Regions from separate parts of the Mus musculus genome. Here all the other regions are linked to region 1. A link is a contact called in public ChIA-PET and Hi-C data. All regions are on one chromosome and are shown on one strand. Each heading gives the region's core, a stretch centred on a gene start, on an enhancer-like site or on the middle of the called end of the contact. The rest is flanking DNA. Distances are from core to core; before and after follow the strand shown.

The links. A called contact is a pair of places that touch in the nucleus more often than the background predicts. ChIA-PET counts read pairs in DNA pulled down with a chosen protein or histone mark.
Region 2: an RNA polymerase II ChIA-PET map of memory CD8 T cells shows a contact between it and region 1, with 5 read pairs. The contact joins the enhancer-like site here to the promoter of Tdrd7 in region 1. A contact is called at or near these places in 11 of 39 promoter capture datasets (the 3T3-L1 cell line, 3T3-L1-derived adipocytes, the C10 cell line and 7 more), 3 of 115 datasets of contacts at active chromatin or transcription factors (effector CD8 T cells, fetal liver and memory CD8 T cells) and 3 of 9 other capture datasets (adipose tissue, liver and pancreatic islet).
Region 3: a contact with region 1 is called in a Hi-C map of natural killer cells, with 4 times the contacts expected there. The contact joins the promoter of Xpa here to the promoter of Tdrd7 in region 1. A contact is called at or near these places in 8 of 39 promoter capture datasets (the C10 cell line, cranial neural crest, embryonic stem cells and 5 more), 3 of 484 Hi-C or Micro-C datasets (erythroblasts, natural killer cells and uterus), 1 of 115 datasets of contacts at active chromatin or transcription factors (memory CD8 T cells) and 3 of 9 other capture datasets (adipose tissue, liver and pancreatic islet).

What each region holds. Positions count from the first base shown.
Region 1 is chr4:45,970,584-45,973,646 of GRCm38.p6, reverse strand. It overlaps Tdrd7 (tudor domain containing 7), which reads right to left and starts at 1,350. Exons shown (of 17, transcript NM_146142.2): 1 at 1,211-1,350.
Region 2 is chr4:46,150,808-46,154,130 of GRCm38.p6, reverse strand. It overlaps Ncbp1 (nuclear cap binding protein subunit 1), which reads right to left. Exons shown (of 23, transcript NM_001033201.3): 7 at 2,046-2,115; 8 at 1,006-1,221. Among named protein-coding and RNA genes, the nearest start is that of Ncbp1, 14 kb to the right of the region's middle. Within about 2 kb of position 2,035, at least 21 of the 459 cell types and tissues checked have an H3K27ac peak or open chromatin away from gene starts, as enhancers often do. A contact at or near this core is called in effector CD8 T cells and memory CD8 T cells, where this site is marked.
Region 3 is chr4:46,194,336-46,197,790 of GRCm38.p6, reverse strand. It overlaps Xpa (xeroderma pigmentosum, complementation group A), which reads left to right and starts at 1,480. Exons shown (of 6, transcript NM_011728.2): 1 at 1,480-1,742. The coding sequence starts at 1,571.

The sequences.
Region 1 (3,063 bases), core at 101-2,600:
AAGGCACTGCCAAGTGCTGCCTCACTGTCTTAGCAAAGAGAAAATCTACCAAAGAGAAGGGCTGAGGAGCTGCGGGCTCTATGGCCAGCACAGTCCTTTGCATGTAACTGAAGCTCGCCTACGTCAGCTGAGTCTACACTATATGCTAACTTATCCTAAAAATTTGCGTGTCCCTGTCATCAAAAACCTTGAAATCCCAACCTGTAAAATATGGGCAGTTTGGGTAAATAGAAAGCCTCTTTAGAAGATTATTATTATGAGCCAAAGACTTATCTTGTCTTGAGAACACTTCAAAGGGTCAGTTAGCTATTCCCATTCGGTTCTTGAGCAGACTTAGAGACCAGAGGTGCAATTGATTCCCGACCTTACATTTAAGCTTTAGAAGCTCAGATTCCAATACATTATCTGCAAAGGCCGCACTGTAGAATGCCACATTTTCATCCACATCATGGAGGTCGGGAAGAGACAGGGATTTAGTTCTAAATTACACTTCTGCCACTAAAGGCGTTTCTAGTTCCAAGAACACTTCTCTGCAAACGTCCACCTGCAGAGCATAGGTGGGCACCACCAACACGAATCGTGGTTTTCTCGGTTAGTTTGTGGTGTTGGTATCAGAATCCTTTGGGGTTGGGCTTTAACATCTATACACACCTCTCTTCCCTGCTCCCCAAGATGACTGGGTAGTGGTAGCCCTGGATATTGACAGAAATGTACCCTCAAGCGGACAGGAGCAGAAAGGCTGTCAGCTCCCACTTGACTTCCAAGACAACTTCTCCGTGAATGCTTGTTTCCTCCCCAGCGCTCACGGTTGACAGGAACGGCTACGTGTAGGTCCTGTGTGATGTGCGCGGCCTGCACCGGCCGGTCTCGAGGGCGGAGGCCGCCGCAGTGTGGCCCGCGGGGCTGGCACAACTGCGCAGAGCTCGGGTACCGCTGCCCAGCACGGGCGGCCGAGGCCGGTTGCTCCTGACCGGGAGCTACTTCCTGCTCAGAGCTGCGCGCCTCCCACGCCCCCCTCTGCAGCTCCTGCTGCACCGCGACCGGCTGGGTGGACGTCCCGGGGCGTCACGCACGACGCTCTGGAACCCCGCCACGGCGGGGACCAGGCCCGGGCCTGAGGCGCCGCGCCCAGCCGCTGTCCTGCCCGTGCCCTGCCGTCCCGCAGCCCGCCCCGCGTCGCCCGCACCTGTCGCGCCCCGACCGAGCTCACCTCGTCCCGGGGACCCGCGGCCCAAGCCCGCGCCTCTGGGCCCGGCTCCCTCCGCTCCCTCCGCCAGGGCGGCCGCCGCCCACTTTCGGTTTCCCCGCACGGCCTGAGCCGTGGCTTGGGAATCACCTAAAGCCCCGCCCTCTGGGCCACGCCCCGTCGCACCACGCCCCGCCCCTTCGCCGGCCGGCTTAGCTCTGCGCAGACGCAGGCGCTCCGGCCACGGCTGCCCACTTCGAGGTCCGCGTGTGAGAAGGGAAACCGACGCCGCCTAGCGGTTTCTGCGCGTGCGCACGCCGTCCTGACGCTCGGGGTGTGGATTTATTTCTCTTTCCACAAAGTTCGTTCTCTTCAGCATCTCAATACTTCTTTTCATCTTCTAGACAGTCTGTCTTTAGCTGTCTTCTAGGTCACTCTTTGGAGGAGGGGGACTATATTAAAATGCTTTGCCACATACCCTTCACGCGTGTGTAACAACGCTGCTTTCATCCACTGCTCTAAAACTAAAGCTGTTTGAGGGCAGAGATCCTAGAACACTGCCCAGTATATAATAAGCATAAAATAAATACTTATCAAATTCTTTAATTCATTCAAAACACGTTGAATAGCTGCTATTTATTCACTCCACGGTAATTCCACTAACATTTATTTAATGCTGGATTGCTTTAACCCGTTGTGAAAACTTGGCATCATTCTGTATATTTTTGCTGAAAGCCTGCTGCTGCTTACTCAATCAGCAATTTTTTTTAACAGTTTGAGGTACACTTGCCATACTATAAGCTGCACGATTCAAATGTACACTTTCATGTGTTTGGTATGCATACAACAGAGAAACAATCACAGATAGTAACATGAGGAACATAGCCACACCCTCAAAGTTCTCTCTCTTTCTATAATGTTTGCCTCATTCCCTACCGTTTAGTCCTGTAAGTGCCCACTTACTTACTATAGAGCTCTTGCTTTTTCTGGAGTTTTATATAAATATAATTATTTCATATGTATTGTCATTAAGGGGGAGGATCTGGCTTTCTTCACTCATCAGAATTCTATTGAGACTCTTCTGTGTCGTTGCATACACTAGTACTTTATAACCTTGGCTCCCTGAGTTTCCACTCCCTGGTATTGACCCAAGAGAAAGGAAAGGGCTTATTCATCACAGACCCGTACAAGGATGTTTAAATCAGCCTTGCTTGCAATACTTAAAGACACAGAGATAGCATAAACATCCTTCAGTGGGTGAGCAGACAATTAACTGTTACAGACTCAATACCTGCTGACAAATAGCAACAGTGTATAGGGCCTATAAACCTTGTGCTTAAGGAACTTTGCATTCATTGGGAAGCTGCAGTAGGCGATGAATAGACTGGAAGGAGATCGTGAAAAGCCGGATATCCTGTGCTCAGTAGGTTCTGTCTTAAGGCTTTGACCAGGGGTGTTCTTTGAACACTGTTCTCTTTCATAATCTCACATCTGGTCCCTGCCTAAAGCTGCCGAAGTGTCTCTGAAACAGAATTCTCTACATTGCCTTGATTCTATTTCAGTCTGTTTCAGATGTCTTTCTCCCTGCCCTGTCCGCTAAACTAAACATGACAGTGGCTTCCAGAGACCTAGAATAAAGCCAGCTCTTTATTTGGACTCTGTAATAATACTCTGACATGCCCTGGCTCCACATTCTGATGGAGGGAAGGGTAAAAACAGCATCAGTGAACTGAGAGGATGGCTGTGGGGATAGGGAATTAGGCAATACTGAATTCTGTATATAAAATAAATCATGAAACAATGTGCATGAACCCTAAGTCTGAGGTCCTTTATGCTTATAGATATGTCCCCCCCTTTGCTGTATCCGATATACAAAG
Region 2 (3,323 bases), core at 786-3,285, 180 kb before region 1:
TTAGCAACAAGTAAGACTGGGTGTGGTGGGGAATGTTTGTAATCGGCAGAGGCAGAGGCAGAGAGGCAGAGGCAGAGGCAAGGTCACAAGTTAAAGACCATCCTCAAGTGCAATAGCAAACACAATGCTATGAGGGACCCTTTCTCAGGGGAAAAGCTGAAACAGGCAGCACAATGGTTCACGAGTACTGTCTCAGAATTCAAGAGGCCAAGGCAGGAGGATAGTCACAATGAAGACGGACTGGGCTGCAGAGAGACATACACTAAACGTTGACTAAACATGGTGCCCGGGAGATGGCTCAGTGGAAGCACCCCCAGACCAGGTGGCATGTACCTCTATCCCCAGCATTGTGGGAACCTCAAGATAGGGAGATTTGTAGGGCTTAGGAGCCATTCAGTGTAGCTACAATGGTGGGCTCCAGGTTCTTTGAAAGACCTTGCCAACCCATCCCGCAAAGGCGAAGAGCAATGACTGGCAGCTGGAGCCAACCTCTGGCTACCCCAAGCACACAACACACCCCTACCCTACAGCTAAAACTGAGCCCTCACTAGAAGAGTCATTGTTCAAGGTATCTTACATGTGATAATAATTTAACCTGCCTAGAGATACAAGGACAAGGCAAAAGAAGGAAATTACTCCCATGTGGGCCCAGGTAGTATTTGCATGAAAATGCTAGCTAACTTGACTCTCAACTTAACCCTCTAGACTGTTAAAACAATGAGATATAAGTTTGCTGAATTAAAACACTAAATTGATTTCCAATCTTCTTATGTTACAAAAACAAAAACAAAAACCTGAAGTTTCAAAGGTAATTTCAGAGCTGGGCAAAGTGGTACAAGTCTGTAATCCCAGCTCCTGAAAGGCTGAGATCCGAGAATTTGTAAACTCAAAGCCAATCTGGATTCCAGAGAAAGAACCCTGTCTCAAAATATTAGTCAAAGGAAACGAAGTCACAAGTGCAGCTTCAGGCCAGGCTTTCCCTGGAGGTGTCCGGCACTCACGTACTTCTGGGTCGTCTGTGTAGTCAAACATCCTGAAGATGACCCTGGGCATCGGGTACACGGAGTCCTCTGTGTGGGGCGGCGGTGTGAAAGGAGGCAGGTTGTGCTGCAGAGCTTCACAGAGGATGCTGTCAAAGGCAAGGTAGGGTCTTAGGATGTGCCTCTCCTGCCACCGGTCTTTTTTCAATTTCTGAATCTGGGCCCACAGGCAATCTAAATACTAAAAAGAGATTTTAATGTTTAATAGATACATTTTGGCTAAACAATACAGAAAAGCCTACCATCTAATGCACAGCAAAGTGAACTAGTTTAGTATTTCATACAGTAGTAAGGAATGGTATTAAGTTTCTGTTTTTATTTAAAATCTTAAATTACATTAATGTGCACACACTTGCTACAGAGTCACATGTAGGTCAGAGGACAGCTCCTGTCAGGTGTTGCTCTCCCTTTGTAGTCCCCAGCTCTATCTCAGGCCACCCTCAACCTACTGAGCAGACTCACTCTCCTGTAGCCCCCAGCTCTCTCTCGGGCCGTCCTCAACTACTGAGCAGGCCCACTGTCCTTTCTACTGAAGCAGTTTGTTTTCAGAAGCACACCTGGAGTTGTTACTTGAGTATTTCGATATAAAACTTGTCAAGTCTTTGGAAATTGGTATTCTAAAAAGCAAGGGGCTGTTTCAATTACATTCTAACATCTACTAACTAGCCCCTCTATGCTTCAGACTCTGAGGAAATGAACTCCTTGCTCAAGTATTTAGAAACCCAGCTAAGACGTACAAGTACAACAGGCTGAACATTGTCTGAGGTTGTAGTTTTACTCATTTGTGCAGCACACAATCCACAGAGCACATACGAGCTCAGAGGAAAACCTTTAGGAATCAGGTTCCTTCTTCCACAGTGTGGGTCCTGGGAACCCAGTGCCGGGCCAGGTTGGCGGCAGCACCTTGACCCACCGAGCCATGTCACTGACTCAGTTTAAGCACGTTACAGAGGTAAGAATCTACTCAAGAACTAGGTTTACATTACAAGATGGAAATCAGTTCACCTCTTCCTGTGGATGTGGTTTGTCGGCAGTCCAGACTTGTAACATGGGCACGTGAGTCTTCTGGCGTCTTCTAAAGATAAAAGGAAAGTCTACACTTAGGATTTAAAACGTAAAAGCCATTCAATGGTTCTCGTGATTGACTAAAACAATGAAAAACATTTCTGTCCATCAGATCAGCAGATTAACATTTTTGATAATGGCTTACAGATCATCAGGATATAGGTATTTCTGTATCTCAAACACTGATGGCAAATCTGACGATGTCTGTCAAAATCTCAACTGTTCTGAATGTTTACCCAACAATGTCATTTCCATGAATTCATATCCCCATAAATACAGCTGCAAATATATGTGCACACATATACACAAGAATATTCCCATCTTGTTTATCGTACCAGGAACCTGCACAGAATAAATATCCACATAGTGTGGACTAATAAAGAGAAATTATGTCCTATTTCAAAAAAATAATAATAATACTGTTAATAAACCCAATCAGATGGAACCATGTGCTTTTATATAACTGCAAAGAAAAAAGCATGGAAATAAGTGCATATGCATGCAAGTAAGTGTTCACACACTGTGTTACTGACATCTGTGTAAGATCAGCATGTGTCTCCACAGTCACATTTACATGCACACAGATATGTAAAAAAAGTCTTTAGATGTCATGTTCATTTGCACCAAACAAAGCAATGTTAACGGTATTCAAAGAAGTATGACAGAAGTCGGTCTATGGAAGCCGAAGGAGCTCAGGGCCATTCACTGTCTAATGACATAATTGGTGTGAACTAACTAGGGACGCTCACTAATAAGGCCCATTGTTTGATTGGACCTAATAAAATAAAGCTTGTTTTTCACACTGGCCTGGGGAAGGGCTTGGCTTAGAATTAACATGTATGAAATAAAACTGTGCCAGGGCAGTGCTCCTATTCAGAACACATCAGTAACATGTCTGAACTTCTGCCAGTCAACTCAGTAGCCTAGCAGAGGGGTAACTTTGAGCCACAGGTGACTCTGAGCTTACGAACACTAGAACTCTAGCTAGAGGAGCTGTTATACTGCAGTGTTCTATCATGACCATATGAAAACAGCTTAAAAGACTCGTTACCAACTTGTCGCTCTAACAAAGTACTGAGGTCTTAGTGAGTTATGGCAGCAGGAGAATGAAATTAAATGAACATTTTCTATAACCTGATGGTTCTGTTTTGTTTTTTAAAAGTGGAAATGAAGTGGTGTTATTGCCAACAGAGAACTTAAGGCATTTATTGCATCAAC
Region 3 (3,455 bases), core at 231-2,730, 220 kb before region 1:
TCCCTGCCCTTTTTCCTTTTGTACCCCCACCAAGTGACTCATGTGTTTTGCTCTGAGCAAACCCGTAGCCTTTGTCACCCAGTGGAGTGTACAGATGAGGGCGAGCACTCTTCCTTTCTGAAGAGGGAGACTGCTTTGAGCTGAGGCGCCAGCTCACAGTTCAGACCTGGTTACCTGAAACTCTATCACAAAAAGTCCCTGAGCCAAAGGAGAGGGAGTTAACCTGGAAAGGAAGAACAAGTTGCCAAGAGTTTCAAAACACTGGGGCTCAGGACGCACCTGAGCCACACCCTGCAACCTGTCAGATTCGGTGCTTTGTGGGGGAGAGGATTCTGAGCACTGGCCACTCTCAGAGGTTATTTTGGGGGAGATCCTGTTACCTCATTCCCTCAGCCACCAAGCCAGAAATGTGCAGAGACTGTGGTGGTCATCACAGGTGCTGCCACTTAAGGTTTGGTGCTACCCAGGGGTGGGGTGGAGGTGGGGTTCTTTATAATTCTGGTGCTCAGATTCCCTGCTCTGGCCAGAAAATACATCCACAGAGTTGCACAATCATCAAGAGTGTCTAGTTCTAGAATTCTCATCACCTCAGGAGGCAGCCTCATACCTACAGAGGAGCATCTCCTCCTGGTTACTCCTTAGCTGCAAACTCTAGGAACCTCTGGACTGCTTTCTGTTATGGCGGGCTTGCTTATTCTGTGAGTTTCACATAAACATATGCATTTGTGAATGGCTTTTTCCTCTTAGAGTAACATTTTCAAAGTTCAGTCATGTCGTAGCATGGACCAGCGCTTCATTTTTCTCATGTTTGAAGAAAAATAGTTCATTGTATGGTAATACTATGCATTGTTTAGCCATTCAAAAGTTGATGGACATTTGGGTAGATTCCAGCTTTTGGTTTTCGGGAGCAGCTATGCTATGAACAAGCCCCCTGGCACATCGGTCCAAAACACGGGGAGTAACAATGTGCATTTCTTTTCCAAAGCCATCTTTGGAAAGATGGCTCACACAGGAGGAGTCACTGCCACATCACGTTTCCCCCACTGGATGAAAACAAGGGTTTCATTTGTGTATAGAATGGCCAGTCTGTTGTCATGGGGCTGTCTGGCTCTCCATGTGGCTATGGCTTTGGCTCTCTACCCATGGCCCGCAGCTGGGTTTGGAGCTCATACCACGTCCCACTTTTCTCTGTTGCCTTCCTGTTTTCTCATGCTTTTTAGCTGTCACACAGCCATTCTTTCCCAATGCTCTTTTCCATGTTCTCTTTACTTTTGGAGACAGGGTCTCATGTAGCTCAGGCTGGTCTGGAACACAGGGATGACTTTAAAGTCCTGATTCTCCCCCATCGCTTAGTCCGGATTGTTTGTCAACAAGTGCACTATCATCTCTTCCGCCACCACTCCTCGGCTGCGCAGGCGTACTGCCTCGCCCTTCATAGGCTTTTCCACCAGGACTCCTCGACTGCGCATGCGTAGCTCTTCTCCTTGCCTGGTGATGGAGTAGGGCCGGGTACTTGTGGCTCCGCTGTTCACCAACAATACGCGTTCCCTTCCTACGGAGTGTGTAGGCGATGGCGACGGCCGAGGAAAAGCAGACGTCACCTGAGCCCGTGGCCGCGGACGAGCCCGCGCAGCTGCCGGCCGCCGTACGCGCGAGCGTGGAGCGGAAGCGACAGCGGGCACTGATGCTGCGCCAGGCTCGGCTGGCTGCGCGGCCCTACCCCGCGGCGGCGGCCACCGGAGGTGGGGTCCCCTCCACGGGCGCGCGTAGGGCCTCCCTCCCGCGGGTTTGTGACCGCATCCCGGGCCTTCCCGCTGCGCCTTGGCCGCCCGCTCTGGCTCGGTGTGCGGGAACAGCCGAGCACGCCCGCGTCTCTGTGGTCCCTGGCCTTCCCTGTCGTGCCCTTTGCCCGGCACGTCTATGGTGCAGAGCTTTCAGCCTGCGCCGTCTCCCAGGCCAGCACCCAGCAGAACTGACCCTGACCCAGTCTTTTACATGGGCCGCGCCTTCCAGGGCTCAAAGTAGAATAACACTCGCAGAGCCTAGCACTTGGGAGTTACTCTATTGTATTCTTATGGACACCTTGGAAAATGGAAAGGGCAGGGCTTGGTAACCCTGTTTTACTGAGTGGCATGTTGCCCTGGGTTCATTTTGGCTATACTTGGCATTTTAGGGTAGCCCCTGTCTTGCTGTTTTCCGGTTTTAATGTCCGTTGTGCTTTAGGCTGCTGGTATTGCTCTTTGGAGTAATTCACCCGAGTTATTTCTACAAAAGTAATTTACTTCTTTTCAATCCCTCTTTCACAACTCCACTATATATATATATATGTGTGTGTGTGTGTGTGTGTGTGTGTGTGTGTGTGTATGTATATACATATATACATATACACACATATGTATGTATATATTTATATATATATACACACACATATGTGTGTGTGTGTTAAGTACTTGTTTTGGCAGCAGGTATAAATAATAATGCGTATATTTTATGGCTGTTTGTACCTTTAGACTTGCCATTGAATTTGATTTGTTGCTCTTGACCAGCAGAGCTGGCTTGTAACTAACTAGCTTAGATTTGAATCTTTCAAAATAAATCGAAAGCCCTTACTTACCATTTTGTAAAGTAAAAAGTACTTTTCATTATCTTTGTTGGTTATAGTGCAGATCTTGTAAGTCCGAAATTGCACCCTCAGTTTCTCATTATTTGTAGGCGGATGGACACTGTTGGATAAATGGCTTACCAATGTCCATCTACCTGCTGGCAACGTCTAGAGTCATGAGAGTTTCTACAACGTCAGACAGCCTGGCAAGTGCAGAGACAGTATAGTTCAGTTCCACACGAGAAGTCCAGAGCACTAGGAAAGCTAGAAGTAGCCGAAGTAGTAGCCTGATTGCTGGGCCTGTGACCAGAGCTGCTGGGGAGGCTGAGACAGGAGGATCTTGAGTTCAAGAACTGCCAGGGCTAGAGTTCCAGGTCGGCCTGAGCAAGTTAGGGAGGCCTGGACTCTGAAAACTAGGAGAGCCATGGATGTTTCTCAGTAGTCAAGTGCTTGCCTGGTGTGCTCAAGACCCTGGGTTGGAAAAAGAAAAATAGCCGAAGTTAGGCAGGGTCGGTCAGTCTACCTGGTAAGTGTTGTTGCCCTTGGAAGCAAGTGAGTTCCGTATCTCGTTTGAACGCCCTGCCCCTCATTTCACTCACCAGCCTGGGGAGAAAGGGCTTTCTCCTTCAGAGGTTTATACCCTGGTGTGAGTTTTAACCCTTGGGCTTTGGCAGTTTTCCCTTCCGTTTGCCGTTTTCTGTTTGTCACAGGGAATCACTTCTGCTCCTTGCTTCTGCGGCTAGGTCCTCAGGGCGCTTCTTAAAGACACTTCCCAGCTAGGCTTATCCTGTTTGCTCACTTTCAGGTCTAGTTATTCTAATCCTCTTAAAGTGTTTTTTTTTTTTTTTTTTTT